3 separate regions of the Mus musculus genome follow, and regions 1 and 2 are each linked to region 3. The links are chromatin contacts, called in public HiChIP or PLAC-seq maps. All regions are on one chromosome and are shown on one strand. The core of a region is the stretch at or near the end of the contact, and the rest is flanking DNA. Distances in the headings are between cores, read along the strand shown. Region 1 overlaps Plxna2 (plexin A2). Region 2 has its middle 29 kb from the start of Gm31753. Region 3 has its middle 120 kb from the start of 4930503O07Rik.

Region 1 (4,470 bases), core at 421-2,920, 570 kb before region 3:
GAAAGAAAGCTTATGTTAAAAAAAAAAAAAAGAAAGAAAAGCAGAGATGGGGGCAAGCAGATGTAGGGGGCTGTAGCCCCACTGCACTAAGCCCCTGCCTGGTCCCATGCTGTGGGGCATCCTGTGGGGAGCAGGGGCCTCACTCTTGAACACTTTGCCCCTTAGATTCTTTTGCCTGGGAAACAGATCACAGAAAGGGCTTATGTGATCTTTGGGACTGGGAAACTGGCTTCCTCAGAGGCAAATAAGAAACTGTTCCTTTTGCCTGGGCAGCTGAGGGGTAGAGGGCACGCTATCATTGTTTCTACCTTACACTATGGGATGGTACTACGTAGTGAACTAGCCACTAACCATATAGAATACTTTACCTTTATGACAGTGCCATACTAGAAAGTTCTTTACTGGACAATTAAGAGAAGAGACAGTTTATAGAATAGGAGAACACCTTTACCACCTGACCACAGACTCATATTTATAATATACAAAGAACTTAAAAAAAAAAAACTAAAGAGAAAGAAACCAAACAACACAATCAGTAAACACACTAGTAAAATAAACGCATAGTTTGCAAAAGGACAACAGAAAAAATATTCAAGACTACTCAACATCAGAGGAAAGCAAATCAGACTCCACTGAGGTCTCATCTCAGCCTACTCAGAATTTCAATCATTACGAAAACAAAAACCAAGTCATTCTGGCAAGAATGGCCAAAGAAAACCCTTATGCACTGCTGGTCAGAGAGTAAATTAGTCCAGCCATTATGGAAATTAGTATGGAGGTTTCTCAAAGCTAAAAATAAATCTTCTATATAAGCCAGTTCATCCTACTTCTGAGTATTTACTCAAAGGACCCTAAGCCAGCATACCACAGAGACACCTGCACAAGGGTGTTTACTACAGTACTGACCATGCGCAACAGCTAAGTTAGGGAACCAACAGAGGAGTTCGTAAGAAAAATGTGGCATATACACAATGGACTTACTTTCAGCCATTAAAGACAACAACAACAACAAAGTTATATTATTTATAAGAAAATGGATAATCGCAATAAATGAATTAAGCCAGTCTCAGAAAGACAAACATCAGATGTTTTCTTCATTGGAAGTTCCTAGACTTTATATAGTCATATAAAATCATGTATGTATGTATGACTAAATTCTCTATGGGACAAAAGGAGATTGTGGAGGGGTCGGAAGGAAAGCAAGACTAGAGGAATGGGGAAATATGCTCAGCACACAGAATATACTTATATGAAGATTTCAAAAATAGTTTAGAAAGTTCTTACTATAGTCTAGTTTCTATTTTTTATTCTCCCTAGATATTCACAGTGTGCTCCCGAGGAATGAGACAACTGTAACCCTAAGGATGGGTATGGTGGGTTGAAATGATGGGGTGGGGAGAGGGCATAAGAACCTTCTTTCTGTCAGCCTGCAAGCTTTAGCCCACGAGTCTCTCTCCAATACTAAACTTTTCAACCCACCTGGGAGGAGCTGAGCTATGCATAGCAGAGGAGAAATCCAGCAAGCAGCTACAGCCGAACAGGTTTTGCAATAACATTTTGCCTCAAATCCACACCCCTGCTTAGAAAAAGTCAAAGAAAGTATACCAAGCCCAGCCCTAGATAAGGTGGGTGTGGTGTCATTAACTGGCTTACTCATTTTGCCTCTGGCCACCACTTAGGCAGTGTAGGCAGAAACATGCTGGGGGACCCAAGCTGTGATGATGCAGTAATGCTTCACTTGGTTTGAAAATTGTTGACATGATGAAGATGGAATGAGAGATGTCAAAGGCAGGCACAGGGCACACCCAGCAAGCCGCCTACAGGCAGGGGCTGCTTACCTACCCCAGGAGGTCCCTTGCTAGAGCAAAAGATAGGAGAGTGCTTACACATGTGTGTACACACATGCAACATGGTGCTCCAGGGAGATTTCTGGAAAGAATCTTTCATCCAATTTCTCTGTAAGCCTCAGCTGTTCCTACAGGCTCCAAGGAGCCAACAGATGGTCCCAGCAAAACAGGCTCCAGAGTCTCTAAATCAGGGTCTGTGTTCCTCTAAGGCCAAAAGTACAACTGAGCCCATTTCCCATGGGTGGGGGAGGAACAAAAATGAATTTGAAGCTGTGCCTTTCCTTCTTTCAGGCACCCCCACATTTTCAAAAATAGCATACTTGCTCTTACACTCTGCTTTGAAGATAAAGTTACTCAGGACCCCACATTTCAGGTGATTTCCTCTAGATTATCCTTTAGGTTCCAAGAACCCAACTTAAGAGTTAAAGATAAACTTGTGGCTCAAAGCCTGGATTTCATTAAGAGGCTTTGTCCAGGATGGGTCCTGGGTTTAGGCCAAGGGCACTTTTCCTGGTACTCCCATTTCTTTTTCTCAGGGGTCAGAGATACTGCAGAAATTTCCCAGATCAGGTTTCTATTCCAGAGTCTCTTCCTCCTCACATGTACCATGTACTTACATATATATACACATGTGTGTGCAAGTGTGTATGAGCGCATGCATACACGTGCATATATACCTTCTAAAGACTTGGCAAGAATTCTCCAGAAACGTTTTAATCACACACACACACACACACACACACACACACACACACACACACACAAACACACACACAAAACAGCAGACTCATTGGTTTGATGGGCTCTACAAACACAATTAGACCTTAGCAGAACTGCCATCAGGAACCTAATTCCTCCAGTTCCCGACCCTTGGCAAACACGACTTGGCTTTTTAAAGCTGCTGCTTTATTTATTCCTGTTGATCTGTTTCTGAAGATTAAAAAAAAAAAAAAAAAAAAACTATTGCTTTTGACCCATTACGTTAAAACAATAACGGGTCTTATATCCAAGTTCCAGCTGATACCAAGAGGAATGAGCAGGTCAAGGGAGCCTCATGCTGAGGGACTGGTACAGGTGAGAATGGAATCCTTTGTGGCTTTACAGTAGGTACCATATCTTGTGGGTGGATGGTAGAACATATATAGAAAGCAGGTATCAGGTTTAACTGCCATTAGGGTTACAAACAAAGATTTGGTACATCTCCTGATGAGGACACCATTAATAAAAAGGAGAGGTACTAGAAATGGGAAAGACCTTGGGAATGGCTTTCAGGGGACTATCTGTTTTCTTTCAGTGAATATTTTCACTGTCTGCATTGCCCTGCATCAGCATTTGTTGGAATGAGGCCCAGGAAGGAAGGGGGTAAAGGCTGGAATGGCTCTTCCATTTTATCTTTACTCTCTCCACTATTAAAGCCTTGTATAGGAGGAGATAGCCCCTGTGACTTTTCTTGGAGGTATTAAGATCCTAGGCACATGTTGACATAATATTTAATCTTGAAACAGGTTTTCTTTCATTGGTTTTCAAAGTTGGAGTTAAGAGAAGGCAATTTATAAATAGAGGGTGGAAATGCAACATATATATATATATATATATATATATATATATATATATATATATATACATATATATGTACATATGTATATATGTACATATATATAGTGTGTGTATGTATGTGTGTATACACACACATACAGAGCAAAAGTAATAGAAAAACAAACCATAAAATAATAAAACCAAACCAAAGCTGATTCCACCTCTGTGGCCTTCCTCATTTCATATATGCTGTAAACTTGGGCTGTTATCCATGTTATGGAGAAGGCAGCAGGTGCCACATCAGCTGTTTAATCAGTGTTTAGGAGGGCATCTTGAAGGCAGAGGCTGAGGAAGGAAATTGTATGGGAAAGAGGTGACTCTATACATGCAGAGAAGTTAGTATGGAGCATAGTCAGTGAACTGTGCTCCCGTGAAAATGCAGGAACACAGCAAGACAATTTTCAGTATATATATTTTTGTTTTTATTTTTAATTGAAGTAGAATTACACAAAATCTGCTATTCTTGGGCAAGTCCCTGTACTTCTTAGCTTGGCATACCCCATGCTTTCTTTATTGCTGGTGACTACCATGATGATTAAATTAAAGGGCCTAGAGACCCTGGAAAGGTAACCCAGCAAAACTCAGGAGTGATTAGCACTGCAGTTATTCCACATCTGGAAATGGTAATGGATCTCAGACTGGAAGGGGTATGCTACCAAACAAGAAGAGAAAGATAATTTTTGTTACCTAGCTCAGAGAGGTTAAATTACATTCTTTAGTCTGAGAGAGATAATAAGAAACTAGACTCCTGGTTTTAGAGATAAAAAGCCACAGGGCCTGAATGCCTGTCAAAGAAAATGCCATAATCACATGACATCAAAATATCTGTCCTTCTCTGCTTCCACTCTCTAGAACTAACCTCATCCAGGCAAACCTGAAGAGTTCCCAGCCAAGTCTTCCTAAGAGAGATCACAACAGTCATTGCTATGGGAAAATGGCAGCAAGATGTTCTCTCTGTCCTGCTCAAACAATGCAAGATATGAGGAAAGCTTCTATGTATGTTCTCCATTTATGTCACTATCAGATC
Region 2 (3,921 bases), core at 1,094-3,593, 660 kb after region 3:
AGTGGTCCCCAACGTTGGCATCAAAGTCAGATACCTCAGAAAGAACATGGCCTTGTGTGGAAACTGGGTCATTGCTGATGAGATCAGCTAAGGCGAGGTCATGTTAGAGTAAGTTAGAAAAACCATCTTTTTTTCTGGCAGTTGTCCATATAGAAAGAAGAGATGGCCAGGGGGAAGGCCTTGATGGCAGCAGCAGAGTTGGTATTTCACCAGAGGCTCTGGGAGGTGCCTCATGGATGCCTTGATTTAGACACCAGCCGTGAGAGACTATATTCTTATTTAAGCCACCAAGCTGTGAGGCTGTGTTAAGGCAGCCCTTATCAGGCAGAGGGTAGTCAGTGTGTCTGCAGAAATCATGATGGGTGGGGGGAGGGGAGCAGGAGGGGAGGAAGAAGGGGGAGAGAGATTTCAATGGTTCTTATACCAGGATGAATCATCCACTACAGAGAGCTCAAAGCCACAGGGGGTGTGAGCAGAAATTCCCCAAAGAAGAGTGTAATAGAGTTGGGTACTGCAAAGCAGGCCTATGGAGCAAAGCTTTGCCCTCATCCTAATCAAAACCACCTCTGCTCCCAGCAAAGAGAAACGACAGATGCAGTGTGTACCAGAAACATGTTAAAGAGGGGAAGAACCAAAGAATACCTTAGCCACCCAGCTGGCCCAGAGGGAGGGCATCCTAAGGACTCTAGAGTTTCCATTTTAATTCTAGAATGGGCTTGGGAAAATCTAGATAAATTGCTTCCCAGTAAGAAAAAAAAGAGAAAAAGGAAGGAGTTTTCCTGGTATAAGAAACTGTAAGTCATCTCCCAGCACACGTTCTGCCAAAGAGACCTGCACCCATCTAGACCTGGTCTTCCAGAATCCTAGCAAGCTGGGCTCTGAGTGGATGCCAGGGAACTGATGTTCAGGACTCACTCCCAACCTCCAGGACCCTTGGGGCAGAGACAAGCAGTCAGAGACCGAGGGAGCAGGAAGGCTTGCTTCATTCAGTCCTTCTCAAGGAGCCTGCACACACACACACACACACACACACACACACACACACACACATCATCCTGTCGAATAGGGGTGGGCCACCACGTTGCTTAGCTACAGGGGCTCTGTGAGGGAATGTGGCCCAGGTGTATGTACAGAGAGGTTTCCTAACTTTGTCTTTCAAACCACCCCTCACTAACCCCACATGGATTCTCTCATGGATGCTTAGGAAATGTCATTTGTCAGCTCTTCCCCCACCAGGTGGGAGAGGCTTCATGTCATGTTCCTTTATCTTCCCACTACAACCCTCTCCATGGTGCACCAGGGCCATTGATTTTATCTTTGACATTCTCTGCTTGAAACTCTGCTTGAAACATATTTCCTTCGTAGCAAAGCCCACATCATATTCGGCTATGAAACACCCATGCCCAGGAAAATGCCCAGTGTGTCAGAGTTCCTCTTGTGAGGTCTGGCAAACAAGCTGATTAATTAATTGATGAGTTTACCAGTGTTGATCGTTACGAGCTCTTGGAGTCAAGTGTCTGGCGCTTACAGAATTCTGTGACCTGGCACTTTACAGATTTGTAGCTCATCTGTCCTTAGCCACCAGCATACAGGAGGGAAGGAGGGCGTGGGGACAGGAGGAAGGACCTTCAAAGCTCTACGCCCCTAGGCGATCACCTGGGGTGCATCAGTCACTGTGGATAGCTCTCAGATCTTATGTCAGGGAGGCACAAAAGCCCAGGAAGGGAATGGTACATCAGGCCCTTCCATGTTCACCCTGTGGCTGTGCTTCTAAATGAAGGAAAACTGAGCAAGAGAAAAAAAAAAGAAAGAAAAAACCAAAAAAACAAAAAACTTCTGAACTCAGACAAGGTGATAATAAAAGACAACCAGGGTTTTATGAAGATGGCCCTGGACAAAGAGGTAGCAGATGGTGTCTGACTCAGTTCCAATACTTTGCATCTTCAGTGAGGTATTGTAGCCTCTTAGAGCCTCCAAAACTGGGCTAGTAATCCTGCCCTAGGTCCTCAGGTGGCTGCCCAACTATTCTGCCTAACAACTCTGCTACAGGCCCTCCAGCAGCTGCCCAGCCATCCTGAACGACTCTAAAGAGACACCCTCAGGAAATACAAGGCTCGGAATTTTCTCTATCTTAAAGTGACTTCCGGAGCCCCCAGGACAGTTATTTTAGAAAAGGTTGAAAGTAAGTTTTCAGGCCTGTGGGCTAATGCACTTCCCTCCGAAAAGAGTGATTCTTAGAGGCGCTCAGAAGCTGGGAAGCTAGCCATAAATAAGGCTTATCTGGCCTGTCCTGCATTGCCAAAATTCTTTTGTTCTGAAATTTAAACAAAGACAGACCTGATGTTTTACTGACCCCTTGTGGACATAAGAGGAAATGGATTTTTCCGGCAGATTTGTATCTCCTGTCATGACTAAGGAAGCCCAACTTTCAACCTCACTGGCCTGATGGAATCCCACAAACTCTTCCATCATCATCCCAGGACTCCCAACTCCTACCCCAGGCACTGGCAGCCATCTCCACTGACCAGCTAACTGGCACTTCAGTCTGTCTGGAGAGCCACTTGACAGCACAATGCTAGATAAGGAAGGCACTGGCATAGTCCCAGGAAGCCATTACAGCACAGACTGGAGTTCCTTCCCTGCCAGAGACTCTGACTGGAGTAGGGAGCGCTGGGGATCTACATCTTACCAAGCAGCAATTCTGATTCCGTGTATTGTTCTGCAGGACCAACCTGAAAATGTCAACATGCTCAAGGTCCCTCCTCTCAGCAGTGAGGAAATTAAGACATTAAAGGGCTGTTCAGTCAGGACTGCCAATAAAGCATGTAAAAATCAATAAAGTCACACAAGCATGAAGGCCTGGGTTTGGTCTCACACCCAGGTAAAAGTTGAACATTATCCTAGTCTGCCTTCTATTGCTGTGATAACCACCACGGCCCAAAGTAGCCTGGGGGAAGGGGTTTGTTTGGCTTATACATCCTTACCTCAGACTATTATTGAAGGAAGTCAGGGCAGGAACTCAAGCAGGAGCAGGGGCAGGAACTATGTGGGAGTGCTGCTTAGCGGCTGTTCTTAGGCCCACAGTTATCTTACCTTTCTTATACAGTCCAGAACCACCTGCCTAGGGATGGTACCACCCACAGTGGGCTGGGCCTTCCCACATCAATCATTAATCAGGAAAATGCTCTACAGATGTACCCATAGGCCAATTCAATGGAGGTGTTTTCTCAGTTGCAGTTCCTCTCCCCAGATATGACTAGGTTTGTGTAAGTTGACAAAACTAAACAGTACAGGACTTATGATGGGCTATGGTCCCAGCACTGGGTTGGGCCAACAGTTGTGGTGGGCCTATGGTCCCAGCACTGAGGTAGACCAACAATTATGGTGGGCCTATGGTCCCAGCACTGGGGTGGGGCAACAAGAGGATCCCTAGGGCTCACTGGACAGCTAGCTTAGCCTTATTTGTGAGTACCAGGTTCAGTGAGAGACCTTGTCTCAAAAAAAACCAATGTAGGGCTCTTGAAGAATCACACCCAGGATGACCTCTGTCATCCGTCCATGTGTGTGTGTGTGTGTGTGTGTGTGTGTGTGTGTACATGTAATCACAGGTATCTGAGGAGGCCAAAGGCAACGGGTAAAGTTGGAGTTATAAACAGCTTTAAGTCACTCATTGTGGATGCTGGGAACTAAACTTTGGGCCTCTGGGAGAGCAGCTACTGCTCTTAACCTCAGAGCCACCTTTGATAGTCTTTATTCTGTAACCTCTTTATTCTATGGTGTAAGAGGTTACACTGGGGTCTACCAGGAGGCCACCCACCCCACCTTATAGGTGTGAAAATGGAGGCTGAGAAAGATGAAATGATAGGCAACAAAAGGCTTCAAGTTAGTGTACTTTAAACCTGAATGTCCCCCACTGCACCA
Region 3 (4,030 bases), core at 277-2,776:
CAAACCTTCCATTTTATCTCAGCACTTAGAAGCAACTTTACTGTCTCTCTGGGGTGGGGTTGATAAAGCTGACTCTCTCCTATGCAGCTCTGAGAAGTCTCCCTCCACCATCTATCATTTAACAGCTCAAAACTGAAGTAGACAGGACAGAGCACCAGATTGCTGTGGAAGCCCTGCTCCAGTCGAGGGCTGGCCTCTCATCCAACCAGATTGAAATTAGGTTTCAAAACTACCCGTGAGAAAGAAAGATGAGATGGAAAGTCGCTGATGCAACTGAAAATGCTGTGGTGATAGCTGACAAGGGAGAGAGTGGGGTAAACGGGGCTGCTCAGAACACTTAAATCGTCCCACTCCACATGCCTGTGGCTCCCTGGTTTCCCCCAACTCTGTTTTATTAACTTTCCTTCTTTTATGACTACTTTAATAAACCTAGCTATTTTCTTCCCTGTGCAGGGAAGATCATAAACTCCCCTGCTTTAAAAAAATACAAATAAATAGCTCAGTGTCCTGAGCTCACCCAGAAGGAGTAAGTAGGACATAGGAGTGTGTTCAATAGCTACATCTAAGAGCTCCTTTTGAGAGTTTGCCAGGCGCAAGGATCTCATCTGGAATCCAGCAGAAGCCTACAAAGGAGGGCGAGCTTTTGTGGACTTTAGTGGGAGGCTAATCCTTTAGGCCTGCTCATTTAAGTTGTTTATGTCTAGTGAATTATCCCCTAATCCCTGCCCTTTGCCTGAGGCCAAGAAAGTTCTGCCTGTCTCTATGTAGAGTAAGGGCTAAGTCTCCTCTAAAAACTGAGCATCTAGTCTGACCCCTTAGGTACCTAGACACCATAGGATCTTTTGGGAGAAGTTAGGAGAATTCTGTCTGTCTGTCTGTCTGTCTGCCTGCTGTCTGTCTGTCTGCTGTCTCCTCCTCCTCCTCCTCCTCCTCCTCCTCCTCCTCCTTCCTCTCTCTCTCTCTCTCTCTTTCTATTTCCCTTTATCCCCTAACCCACACATACTCAAGCTATCATCCTTGGCTATACTTTAAAAATCAACCCACTTTTAGTGTTTGCTTGATACCTTGTATTTGGCCTAAGCCACCCTTATGGATCCCTAGCATTATGCCAGTAAGTAATGTGTATCTGCTTTCTTCTTGCCCTTAACCCCACTCCATTCTCTGGTTGTTTTTGAAAGCAAAAAAGTGCTGGGAAGGTATTCACTTATGTCCTGTATGTTACAGCTTACTCAGTGTGACTGGCTTTGTGGGCCCTGTGACTCAGCAATTCCTTGGGAATAATGGATTGTACCTACCTCATTGGTTCTTGCCTGTGCTTATACCTGAAAAACTCTGGAAATCTCATTTTTATTCACACACACCTTTCTCAAGAGTCCCTTGATTATTTTTCCTGGATCATCTCATTCTAATCTGAGTAGGGGAAAAATAAGGAAAAACAAACCTTCCGGCACCCCATTGATCTTTACTGTCACAGTACTTGCCCCACCCAGCTAAGCATACACATTTCCCCTGTCTTTGCCAATCTGTGCTTTACTTAGGGGTAGACTTTCGACTTGAGCTAATGGCTGTTTCCTCCTGGTTAGAGCAGAGCATAGTACAAAACAGGTACTTCATAAATACTTAGGTTCAGTCCATTCTGGGATCAAAATTTAGAGGTAAATTCTGCATTAGGGTTGTAGGCAGGTTCCCAAGGTGGTGCTAGACCCCGTTCCTCCTCTGATGTAGATTTATGGTGACTTTGGAGGGCAGTTTCAGGACTACTAGTCAACCACTGGCCATGACCCTCTTCTCCAAGTTTTGAAAGGAAATTTAACCAACTAGATCCCAATCACTTATGCTCAGTGGGAGCACATGTGGGTGGTAAGAGAGAAACCTTCCCTAGGCAGCATCATTCCAGAGCAGAGCAGAGCAGAGCAGAGCAGAGCAGAGCAGAGCAGAGCAGAGCAGAGCAGAGCAGAGCAGAGCAGAGCAGAGCAGAGCAGAGCAGAGCAGAGCAGAGCAGACAGAAGCTGGCAACTCAGACCTAACACAGTGGCCTCTCTCTGTCCCTTTATTTCCATGATAGGCACCACAGAAGTCCCTAGAGTGGCCTAGCTAAAAGAAGTGAGGGTTGGGCAGCTGCTGAGGGATCTGATAAGCTCCCCAGAAAGGGCCTTGGGGTTGGGATTGTAGTGGAATCCTGGTAGGCTGACTGGGTTACCAGGCATTGACTATCTTCCATGAGCACTTCTATGATCTGACTCACACTGTCTTTCTCTTGTACCCACGGCAGTCATGCAACCCTCCCTAAGAAGGTTCAATAGATACAAATGTACAGTGGTTTTCCTGGGTGAGGATGGAATAAGAGAGAATAAGGGAGTCAAACTGGTCAAATGCCCGATTTCAATCCAAGACCTCCATCTGTGGTCTAGCTTGGTGTGCCAGAGCTCCACACTGGGCACAAGAGTTTCTAAAACAGACCAGTAACAACAGAACTGATAAGCAGCTGTGAGAGCATTCAGTAACCAGGTGGGCAGTCCACATGTACATGTGGTCTAGTAGTGACAACTGGTAACAGAAATCTCAGTGCAAGAAACCAGCAGAATCCAAAAGGTGAGTGAAGGTAGGAACTTAGAATCCCGGCTCAGCAAGATTCTCTTTTCTCTCTTGTAGGGACAATGGTACAGGGATTATTGAAGGAACTGAAGATGCTTGGAGAGGCATGTATCTCTTGACTGAGCTTAGAACAGGTTAAATGGAGAATTAGTTTAATAATTTAGAACATGGTACCTAATTCAGCTGGACCTATCTCAGGACCCTCTTTTTTTTTTTTCCTGCTTAAGGAATTTATTAAGGGTATTTACTGCATAGGGGGCTGGTGATTACGTTTTCATCCTGGCTCAGTTCTGTTTCTTCAGGCCAAACACAGGCACTAAGCCCACAGCCACTCACCCTGTCTGTGGTGCTAGAAACTGGAACTAACAATTTAGAAAGTGTCTGTCATCATTCATCTCTTCTGATATTAAAAATGGAGTATTCTGATACCGTCAGCAGGTTTCAGCCAGCTCACTAGCGCATCATGGTTTATAGAACTTTCACACACCTCTCTTCTCCTTGGCAGTGGAGCCAAAACAGAATTACTTAAAATGAATCCCAAATATGATCTACTGGCCCTTTCTTTCCAGTCTGTTACCTGTTTTCTGTGTCTTGTCTGGGTAGTGTCTCCTACCCCAAGGCATTCTTTACAGTTAACTGATGATAGAAAGATGATTGGTTAGAAGGCAGAGATGGGTAGGGGGAGGGTAAACAGAGCTCAGTATCCCCAGCTAAGAAAAGATGGCTACAGAGTGAGGAGCCACTGTTGAACTATCTCAGGCCAGCCTTGCTTTGGGGGGATAATCTCTGGCACAGTTGCTTTGGTTGCACTCAGCTCCTTGGTGGGCACCTGCTCCTGGAGAACCAGGAAAGCCACCTTCATCATGGCCTTCTGAGAATCTTGGCATGGAAGGAGGGATGCTATGCTGGCTCATGTTAACTGATGGTGTCAGGAGGCTGGACCATGCCAGGAAAGCCTGCAGCAGACTGAAGGAAATTTACAGCTTGTTTCCAGGTCTGCTGGGAGGTCTAAAGAGATCGAAGTCACACTGTCCTGGTGAGAGATATGGTATAGGCAGAGCTTCATTGAAGTCCTAGAGCAGGTATGGCTCATTTTTTAGTCCAAATGAGTCTTAATAAAAGCAGCTGTGGTAGTTTGAATAGGAATAATCCCATAGACTCATGTGTTTGAATGCTTGGCCCTATATGGAGTGGCATTATTAAGAGATGCCCTTGTTGGAAGAAGCATGTTATTGTGGAGTCTCCTATGCTCAAGCTATGCCCTGTGGGACACACAGTCTCCTGATGCCTGAGAATTAAGATGTAGAACTCTCAGCTCCTTCTCTAACACCAGGTCTGCCTGCATGCCACTGTGCTTCTCACTGTGACAATAATGAACTTTAAAACTCTGAAACTGTAAGACAGTCCCAATGAAATGTTTTCCTTTATAAGAGTT

The links. HiChIP or PLAC-seq counts read pairs in DNA pulled down with a chosen protein or histone mark.
Region 1: an HNF4G HiChIP or PLAC-seq map of pancreatic cancer cells shows a contact between it and region 3. The contact joins two enhancer-like sites. A contact is called at or near these places in 2 of 115 datasets of contacts at active chromatin or transcription factors (embryonic stem cells and pancreatic cancer cells).
Region 2: a contact with region 3 is called in an HNF4G HiChIP or PLAC-seq map of pancreatic cancer cells. The contact joins two enhancer-like sites. A contact is called at or near these places in 1 of 15 datasets of contacts at CTCF or cohesin (the NIH/3T3 cell line), 2 of 484 Hi-C or Micro-C datasets (cortical neurons and uterus) and 2 of 115 datasets of contacts at active chromatin or transcription factors (embryonic stem cells and pancreatic cancer cells).

What each region holds. Positions count from the first base shown.
Region 1 is chr1:194,673,166-194,677,635 of GRCm38.p6, reverse strand. The region is part of intron 3 of Plxna2 (plexin A2); the gene reads right to left. Among named protein-coding and RNA genes, the nearest start is that of Gm46202, 44 kb to the left of the region's middle. Within about 2 kb of position 1,670, at least 50 of the 459 cell types and tissues checked have an H3K27ac peak or open chromatin away from gene starts, as enhancers often do. A contact at or near this core is called in pancreatic cancer cells, where this site is marked.
Region 2 is chr1:193,448,158-193,452,078 of GRCm38.p6, reverse strand. No RefSeq gene overlaps it. Among named protein-coding and RNA genes, the nearest start is that of Gm31753, 29 kb to the left of the region's middle. RefSeq lists an enhancer at 1,894-2,750. Within about 2 kb of position 2,343, at least 113 of the 459 cell types and tissues checked have an H3K27ac peak or open chromatin away from gene starts, as enhancers often do. A contact at or near this core is called in pancreatic cancer cells, where this site is marked.
Region 3 is chr1:194,104,962-194,108,991 of GRCm38.p6, reverse strand. No RefSeq gene overlaps it. Among named protein-coding and RNA genes, the nearest start is that of 4930503O07Rik, 120 kb to the left of the region's middle. Within about 2 kb of position 1,526, at least 18 of the 459 cell types and tissues checked have an H3K27ac peak or open chromatin away from gene starts, as enhancers often do. A contact at or near this core is called in pancreatic cancer cells, where this site is marked.